Linked DNA regions of Mus musculus: region 2 is linked to region 1. The links are chromatin contacts, called in public HiChIP or PLAC-seq maps. All regions are on one chromosome and are shown on one strand. The core of a region is the stretch at or near the end of the contact, and the rest is flanking DNA. Distances in the headings are between cores, read along the strand shown. Region 1 has its middle 4.5 kb from the start of Gm52866. Region 2 has its middle 27 kb from the start of 2610306M01Rik.

Region 1 (4,660 bases), core at 260-2,759:
TGAACTCCCTATGTAGCAAAAGCTGCCCTTGAACCTTGGTCTTCCTGCCTCTACCTCTACAGTTCTTAATTGTGCCAGCAAAGAGAATTGTTTTAATTTTATGAAAGCATCTGGTTGGCCCAGGGGCAGGGTGGGAAGCTTACAGCAATCTTCACATCTCTAACTCTTCTCACTGGGCCCCACCTTCTGGGGGAGGGGAGTTGCTAACCATGGCTCTCCCAGCCCAGCAGCAGGAGTCACCTTGTCCCAGGCTAAAGTTTGGTTCCACATACACACAGGCTCTCCCCACCACACAGACTTACAGCACTACATACATAGTCTCTCTCTCTCTGTCTCTCAGTCTCTCTCTCTCTCTCTCTCTGTCTCTCTCTTACACACACACCACATACATGGACACACAGATTTACACACCACATACACACAGAGATACAGAGAGACTAACATATCACACATAATAGACACACACACAGACTTACCATATATACACACAGACTTACCATATACACATCACATACATACACACAAAGAGACTTACACACTACACAGACACACACACAGAGAGAAACACACAAACACTCACCACCTATACACAGAGACTCACAGCACACACGAACACCACATTCTCACAGCGATCTGCCTGCCTCTGCCTCCTGAGTACTGGGAGTAAAGGCCTGGAAAACACGCAAGGCCTGACCTTAACATTATTGTGAGAATAGTTTCATCCTCTACTCTGGAAAGCATCTCAGGTGCCCAGGGCTCTCTTTAATCACTCAGAAATTCTGTCCATGAAAAGATGTCAATACACACACAGGCTTGCACCCATGAGCTCAGTAAAGTAGGTCCCCATGTCCCAGGGCCCCAGAACTGATGTTTGAGAGAACATAATGTTGACTATGACTCCATCATAGCCCTGAAGCACCGCCTGCATCTCCACCAGGGAAGCCAGTAGTGGAAGTTAGGAACTCGGATTCTGCCTTGGGGCAGAACAAGGCAGAATTTCATCCTGCGGTGGGGGTGAGAGGAAAAAGTCACACCCCTTCTGGAACCCACTGCCCCAGCCCCAGCAGCAGAGCCTCTCCTTGTTGCCTCTCCCCAGAGCTGAACACTCACTCAGTTCCCCTGTGTATTAACTCAGTATTTTTTACCATTACATTTATTTATTGTGCATATGTGTAGGTACATGAATGCATGTATGGAGGTCAGAGGACAGCTTGCAGGGGTCAGATTTCTTCTTTTACCATGTGGGCTCCAGGAATAGAACTTCTTTATCCAGAGCCTTCTCACCGGAGGACTTCAAATCAAGATTTTTGTGGGTTTTTGTTTGTCCTTTTTTTTTTTCTCTGTGTAGCCCTGGCTGTCCTGGAACTCACTCTGTAGCCAAGGCTGGCCTTGAACTCGGAAATCCGCCTGCCTCTGCCTCCCAAGTACTGGGATTAAAGGTGTGCACCACCAATGCCTGGCTTTGTTTGTTCTTTGGTGTTTGTTCCCCCCCATCCCCCATCCAGGGGCCTTTGCCCCAGGCTGACCTCCAGTTTACTGTGTAGATAGAGGGTGACCTTGAGGTGCGGTCCTTCTGCCTCCACCTCCCTCACCCGGGGATGACAGACAGACAGACAGACAGACAGACCACTGCCCTTCACTTTTTACTTCCGAGGTTTGGAAAGCAAGGCTGCTCTGTAGGAACACATGGGCAGCTTGGAAAGCTTCCAGGCACTTCAGAGACTCCTGAGGCGTTTGTAGGTATCCGCTGTGGGGAGAGGACCGGGCTCAGAACCGAGGTTGGGAACTCACTGTTCTTGTGTGCTTTGCCCACAAAGGAAGAGCTGGCAGCCTGCTCCTCTTCCCCAGACTACAGACTCCCCTGTGGCTCTCCTGGATGCTTAACCTATTCCACTGTTGTTCCCTCCTCAGCTTATGGGCACCTTTTTGTCACCACCTGAGAAGAGAAGAGACTCCTCTCTCCTCCCATTTAGAGCTTCTCATGCCTTCTCTTCTGGAAAGCTTCTAGAAGGAGCAGCCCTTATGGAAGCAAACCTCACCTTTAGTTCCTTTGCTTTTTGGCCTTTTCTCCAGAAGAATGGGTCACCTACCCACTACCCACTCTATCAAGTCAGTGACATTGATATTCTGCCTGAGGCATCAAGGTGTCAAAGTGTCCTCCCTATCCTCACCCCCCCCCCCCCCACGTCATGTTTTACAAATAAACCTTAGGAACAACAATGATAAAAATTCTTTTCTTCTTCTTCCTCTTCCTCTTCCTCTTCCTCTCCTTCTCCTTCTCCTTCTCCTCCTTCTCCTTCTCCTCCTTCTCCTTCTCCTCCTTCTCCTTCTCCTTCTCCTTCTCCTCCTCCTCCTCCTCCTCCTCCTCCTCCTCCTCCTCCTCCTCCTCCTCCTCCTTCTCCTTCTTTCTGTTTTTTTCAAGACAGGGTTTCTCTCCTGGAACTCACTTTCTAGACCAGGCTGGCCTCGAACTCAGAAATCCACCTGCCTCTGCCTCCCAAGTGCTGGGATCAAAGGCCTGCGCCACCACCACCCGGCAATGATAAAAATTCTTACAAAGAAGATCTTGCAGGTGTGGTGGTGCACATCTGTCATCTTGGCTACATAACAAATTCCAAGCCAGCCTGGGACACGTTCAACACATTCAAATACCACTACTAATAAAAGGAGAAAGAGCCAGGCAGTGTAAAAGGGAAGGATACTGTGGCACTTTGCTTTTACAGTGTTTTGGGACTGAATACAGGGCACACATTCGCAGTCTCTCAATAAGACAAAAGCAACAGTATAAAAAAATAAAATTAAAATAGTGAAATATGAACCAGCAAGATGGTGTGGAGAGGAGAGATGTTTGTCACAGCCTGATGACCTGAGCTGGATTCCTGGAATCCACGTGCTCTCACGTGTGAGCAGAGACCCAGCTTCTACAGACTGTCACCTGACCTCCACACTCACACAGTGGTGCCCAGAAGAGCACACACCAATGAGGCCGAGTCAAATATTCTCAGTGAGATAGGCTGCTTGTTGAGCGCACAACACAAACTGCTGAGCCATCTCTGCTTCCCCTTCCACTAGTGAAGGGAAAAGTGGGATGCTGCCCTGTGATTGGTTTGCTTGTTTGTTTTAATCTACCAACCTAGCAAAGAAAAGTCTCCAGCGTGGTTAAGTATGTGGGAAATGAGCCAAGGCTACGTACAAAGACACTGTCTCAAAAACAAACAAACAAACAAACCCAGCAAGAATGTGGGAAATGAATCTGAAATGAGGAAAATGTCTGTGTAGAGAGGCCTCGTCACCTAACGTGAAAATCCACTTTGTGTAATATCCACTTTATAATATGTGTGTGCAGTGTGAGCATTAATATGTATATAAGGTTCAGAGGGCAACTTTTGGGAGTTGATTCCCTGCCTCGCCTTCTCAAGACAGTCTTTCTTGATTTTGTCACTGTGCCTTGTACTCCTGGCTGGCTGTGAGCTTCTGGGGGGATCTTCCTGTGTCTGCTCCCTTCTCAAGTAGGAGTCCTGGATGACAGACATCCAGTACCACATCTGACAGTCTCTATAGATATCAGGGATTTGAACTCAGGTTCTTAGGCTTTCGTGACAAGCACCTTTACCTGGCCAGCCATCTCACGTGCCCTTTATTTTGTTTTTGAGGAAGGGTCTCTTTTAGCCCAGGCTAGCCTCCAACTTGTAATATCTCTAAAGACGGCCTTGATTTCCTGGCCCTCCTGCTTCATTCTCCCACATGCTAAAACAACAGGCCTAGGCTGATGGGCTGGCTACGTAAATGACTTCCTTTTTCTCCCCCTTGCCTCTTCCTCTTCCTACTTCAACAGGGTCTCTGTACACTGCAGCCAAGCAGCACCTGCCTTGAACTCTGCATTGTACTATCCCAACCTCTTGAGTGCTGGGATGACAGACTTGAGGTTCCATACCTGGCTGTTTGGGTTTTTTTTTTTTTTTTTTTTGAGATCTCTCTCTGCAGCACTGGCTGGCCTGGAATTCCTTATGCAGCTCAAGCTGGCTATGAACTCTCAGCAATCCTCCTGCCTCTGCTTCCCAAGTGCTGAGGTTACAGGTCAGTACCATCAAGGCTTGAGGATGGTAGTAGTCCCCGAGAAGGGGTCCTGAAAGGACTGCAGGTAAGTGATAATGCTGTACATTTGTGTTTAGTGAGAATATCCTGTCAAACTGTCAAATTCTACTTTCCTTTTCTATGACTGTCTCTTGTCTGAAGGATTAGGTCACAGGGATTAGGGTCTCTTAACAAAGCTTCAACTTCTTAGATTCCCAAATCCCTTGCTGAAATTACAGCTATAAGTTGGTTTCACATCAATATACAGACAGTGCCCTGCTGGGCTCCACTTTGTTGGCCCGAACCCAGGGAATCTAATTAGTCAGGCCAAGTCTCCAGCCTTCTGATCAGGTGAGAGAGCACCTCAGGCTTCCATCACACACTGACACCAACATCGCTCTGCCTCCTCGTTCAGAGCTTGTGCTTGCTCCCCAAGGACATGGGAGGTATCATAAAAAAATCATCCCTGTAAGTTCGAGGCCAGCCTGGTCTACAGAGTGAGTTCCAAGACAGCCAGGGCTACACAGAGAAACGCTGCCTCAAAAGAACAAAACAAACAGACAACCAGACAAATCATCTGTATCAT
Region 2 (5,117 bases), core at 985-3,484, 320 kb before region 1:
ATTTTGCGTTTAGCGATTGCTTTTTTTTTTAACTTTAACTTTATAATTGCATAAAAACATTTACAAGATCGAAAGTTAACTAAGCTGGGAATGATGGTGAATGTCTCTAACCCCAGGACTAGGAACTGTCTGTGGGAAGATCGTGAGTTCTGCAGCCAGCCTGGACCACACAGTGAAACCTTCCTTACTAAAATTCCAAAGTTAAATCTCCAGCACCAAATAGCTTCAGATGATGGGGCTTCTGGTGGCTTAACTGGGTGGATTTTTAGATGGAAGCCTCATGTATCCTAGGCTGACCTTGAACTCACAGAAGGATGCCTTTGAACCCCCAATCTGTCTGCCTCCACCCTTTGGGTGCTTGGGTTACAAGCATGCATCACCACATCCATGCGGAGCTAGGGATCAAACCCAGGGCTTTGAGTTGGTACGTAACTCTACCAACTGAGCTACATCCACAGAGTATGCGAGCAAGCGTGTGTGTGTGCGTGTGTGTGTGTGCGTGTGTGTGTGTGATGTAGGATGGGTAGAAGGGAGAGTCGAGTGTGCACTTAATTCAGAACACACTGGGTGACTGTTGTGGAGTGCTCTCCCAAGCATGTCAGCCTCCATCTACACCAGAGCATTGCATATGGCTTTGTGGCCTCAGAGGCACCAGGGTATGTAGAGTGTGGAAGGTTAATGAAGAGGGGACTCAGCTATGCAGCTTCAGGGAAGTTGTTGTCCATGCTGGGGTGAGGTTGTTTGTTTGTTTGTTTGTTTGTTTGTTTTTGGTACAGCTGCTCTGGGGTCACCCAGGCTCCTGTAAGTAACCTCTCACTATGCTCAGGAAGGACACCCAATATATCCATTGGTTCTCCTGGCTGGACCTTGGTGGGATTCAGCTTCAGTCTGTGGTGACCTATTTTGGAGCAGGTGTTTGTGTCTGCCCCACCCCCACCCCCAAAAGCTCACAGTTTTTGAGCTCTGCAAAAACAAAGCTTGGCAGTTGCCTCGTGCTAAGCCATCTCGTCTCTAAACTATCCGCATCCTTGCTCGAAGTAGCTAAATCTCCGAGAACATGCATCCCAACTGGAAGGACAGATCCTGTGGGGTCATGTACTGTGGCACAGTCCTTAGTGACTCCAGCACCCTGCCTGTATCTTCCCTGTGCCGCCTACATCCTGGCCACAGTCCCTGGTGACAGGAGAGGAAGGAAACAAAGCCAGCACAAACAGCCGAGTCAGTGGTTCCCTCAGCGTCTGGGAGAGCAGCCCTGGAGGGTGGGTCCCCACACAAGTGAGCTCGGAGTCAGTGAAGGGCAGAAGTGGGGAGCAAACGGGTCAGTGAGACTATGGACTCCTGTGTGGTGGTCACAACTGTCTGTAACTTGAGTTCCAGAGGAGCTGATGCACTCTTCTTGCTTCCTGGGGCTCCAGACACACACCTCGTATATATACATATATGCATACAGGCAAAACATTCATACACATAAATAATTTTTTAAAGCTATATAACCAGTTCAAGACCAGCCTAGGCTACATCAGATCCTGTTTTAAAAAGAAAATAAAATAAAACAAAATTAAGAGTTTCTTGATTGCCAAAGTTGTACATTAAACCAAGCAGCAGCCTCCTGAGGCTGAGCTGTGACGTTCCCATTCACACCCCTGGCTCATGTGGCTTGCAGAAAACAAGTGTGTCACTTAAACAGGGCCCCTTCCTCGACACCCACTTCTCCTGGGAAACTCTCCCACTTCTCCTGGGAAACTCTCTACCCATTGCAGGGATCCGATGTTTGTGTCCCCAAAGCAGACCCAGGTGGAGAGCTAATCCCCAGCGTCAAGTGTGAAGTTGAGGGGCTTCGGGATGTGATTCGGAGCCAAAGTGAAGGGGTAACAGCAGATCAGCGTGTGCTTGTAAGGAAGGCAGGGGGAGCAGCCCAGCCATAGTGGAAACCACAGACGGCCCCTAGAAAGCAGCGTGGGCCCCCAGTGCTCACCACAACCACAGTGTGTCCACACCTTGGGACCAGAACTGTGAACCGTAAATGTATGCATTTATAGATGGTCTAGCCTGTGACTTCTCTGCCAGAACTGCTAAACAGACTAAGCCCCCTGCCGGTCTGGGTAAACTCGACTTTATTCAGCGATGGATATAAACACGCACCAAATTTCAGGGGGCATATGTAGTGCAAACACCCAAGCGCATCCCAGCTCTTCCTATCCTGACAGGGTGGTGGCTGCACGGCCTGAGGGTGGTACCGCTGACTGTCCCAGCGGCGGCGTTAAATACTGCTATTCATTTGGTGCTGAGGCAGCAGTCCGCAGCTGAGTTGATTTCTCTCAGAACTGAAAAACAAACTCAGGTGGAAAATCTGGGCAAGCAATGTGATTTGCTATTTTTGGAGACGAGAAAGAAAAAGGAAGTCATTGAAATGGTGTAATGACAGTGTGGAACAGTGATCGTGAGTGTGGAAGTCCAGTGACTCCTATGTTCTTCCCAGGTGGTGGTGGGGATTAAATGGAAGCTACAGAGGGACAAGCAGACCACCCTGGGAGGGCTGATGCCCCGCCCCCACTCCCAGGGAGGGACGAATCCAACCTCAGCTAGCTCCCGGGCAGGGAAGGGTGTAAACTGGGAGTGGAGAGGAGGGTTCTTCGAAAGAATGACAGGCATCTCACCCCACTCCCTTTGCTGTGTGAGGCTGGTCATCTCCTCTGCTAGTGTCCTCCCACGCACGCGGCTTCTGAGCTGTCTTTCTCTTGTGGTGATTGTTATATAACACCCCCTCCCTCTCACACACACTGCAGTGCTGGGGTGCAGCCCAGGTCTGAGCACTGAGCTGAGTGAACCCCAAGTCCTTTTGCATCCTATTTTTACCATGCTGGTGTGATACCTGTTTTGTATTTCGCGTTCTGCTTTGTATCTGCAGTATTCTTGTGGCTGTTAGTTTTTTTACTCGTTGGTTGGTTGGTGTTTTGAGGTAGGGTTTCTCTGTAGTCCTGGGTATCCTGGAACTTGGAGATTCAGCTGCCTCTGCCTCCCGAGTGCTGGGATTAAAGGCATAGATCATCACTGCCTGGTGGTTTTTCACTCTTGTTGAAAATCTACAATATATATATATATATATATATATATATATATATATATATATATATTTATATATGCAAAAATACATGAAAAGTAGAGAGGTGGCCCAGGGACTTGTCCCCAAGCTTTGGTCCCAGCCTAAAATATTTGAAGGAAACCACAGGCCCCCTCATTTTTTCTGTTTTCAGTATATAGCTCTTTATTATTTATGTTTTAGAGTGTCTAGGCTGGACTGGAACTCACTCTGTGACCCAGACTGGCCCTGAACTCAAGGGCACTCTCCTGCCTCGGCCTCCTGAGTGCTGAGGCTGCAGGTGCGTGCCACCTTTCCCTCCTGTTTGTTTGTTTGTTGTGTTGTGTTGTTTTGTTTTGCTTTTTGAGGCAGGGTTTCTCTGTGCACTCCTGCCTGTCCAGGTCCTCCCTATGTAGACCAGGCCGGACTTGAACTTACTGAGACCTTCCTGCCTCTGCTTCCTAGGTTCTGGGATTAAAGGTGTGTGCCACCACCACCAAGATCTGTTTGACTTTTTTTTTTTTTTTTTTTGGCTAGTACTTTGTGAGTAATGGACAGGAGTCTTGTGTAGCCCAGGCTAGCCTCAAACTCCCTATGCAGTTGCGGATGACGTGGCATTCTGTATCCTCCTGCCTCTCTCTCCCACGAGCTGGGATAACAGGCCTGTGCCATTGCACCTGGGTCCCTTTTTCTTTCATATCTGCTTTTTTTTTTAAAGATTTATTATTTGTATTTTATATGAGTACACAGTAGCTGTCTTCAGACACACCAAAAGAAGGAATTGGATCCCCTTACAGATGGTTCTGAGCCACCATGTGGTTGCTGGGAATTGAACTCAGGATCTCCAGAAGATCAGTCAGTGCTCTTAACCACAGAGCCATCTCTCCAAACCCAAATTTTTATTTATTATTGTTCTGAGTGTGAGTTTGTGTGGGGTTCCACATGCAGGTCAGGGGACAACTTTATAGTCAGTTTCCCCCGCCCATCTTTATTTGGGTTTCTGGGATTGGATTCGGACCCCCAGGCTTGGGCTGCAAGCAACTTTATCTGCTGACATCTTACCCTCACCTTGAGTTTTCATTTCAGATCTAGACTCCACGTGAGAGAAAATGGACCACTTCTAGCTTGCTTAGTGTGGTTTTCTCGGTTTTGTGCACTTCCCTGTAGATCCTACAGATGGCGCACTCTCGCTCCTTCCAACTGACTACTACTCCCTTGGGTGTTCATGCCACATTTTTCTCTGTCCATCATCCATTAATGGGAGCCTGGCTGGTTCCACATCTTGGCATTGTGAACAGTGGAACAGTAGCCATGGGTGGGGAATCGATGTGTGCTGTGCTTATGTGGACTCTTTGGGTGTGGACCGGGGGTGGTAGAGTAGGAATTTGAATATCAGACTTTTACAAAGTTATCTATTAAGTCCTGAATAATAACCCAGATGTTTGCCCTGTTCACTGGCCATTCATCAATACTCATACACAGTGTAGTATGCCTGCCTTAGGTAACAACGGGCCAGCTCCAAGGACACCTCTGACAGCGGCCAATGACCACTCCATACACTGCTATAGGAATCCCTTTTGTGTGGGCTACTCTCTTTGTGGCACTAAAATCCCTGTCTCTCACTCAGCCCAGTGGTAACTGCTCTCTCACTAGTCTTCAGGAGCCCTCAAGAATCACTTTAGAATAAGAAATGAAATTTTTAAATGTTTTTTATAGGATGAAGCTATGTGCATCTACCTACAGACTTAACTTACTCAAAGTCTGCTGTTTGATCAGCAGACTTCCTGTCCCCTTTCTTCTTGGTCTTGGCTCTCCCTCCACCCTGAGCCCATGGTCTCTGCCACTTCGCATCCACAGGGCACACAGGCTCTCCTCCCGAGTTGTAACGGCATGCCTGCCTCATTAAGATGATCTTCTCAGGTCACTGGGCTTAGAACCAGGGCAGCAGCATACGTGAGTGCATACCTGTGAGGCAGCTCCCCAGAAAGGGACACTGCAACCTTGGGACTAGTACTTCAGAGTTCTGTGAACCTGCCCC

What was found. HiChIP or PLAC-seq counts read pairs in DNA pulled down with a chosen protein or histone mark.
Region 2: an H3K27ac HiChIP or PLAC-seq map of embryonic stem cells shows a contact between it and region 1, with 5 read pairs. The contact joins two enhancer-like sites. A contact is called at or near these places in 1 of 484 Hi-C or Micro-C datasets (embryonic stem cells) and 2 of 115 datasets of contacts at active chromatin or transcription factors (embryonic stem cells and microglia).

What each region holds. Positions count from the first base shown.
Region 1 is chr6:86,502,845-86,507,504 of GRCm38.p6, reverse strand. No RefSeq gene overlaps it. Among named protein-coding and RNA genes, the nearest start is that of Gm52866, 4.5 kb to the right of the region's middle. Within about 2 kb of position 1,509, at least 19 of the 459 cell types and tissues checked have an H3K27ac peak or open chromatin away from gene starts, as enhancers often do. A contact at or near this core is called in embryonic stem cells, where this site is marked.
Region 2 is chr6:86,820,043-86,825,159 of GRCm38.p6, reverse strand. No RefSeq gene overlaps it. Among named protein-coding and RNA genes, the nearest start is that of 2610306M01Rik, 27 kb to the left of the region's middle. Within about 2 kb of position 2,234, at least 154 of the 459 cell types and tissues checked have an H3K27ac peak or open chromatin away from gene starts, as enhancers often do. A contact at or near this core is called in embryonic stem cells, where this site is marked.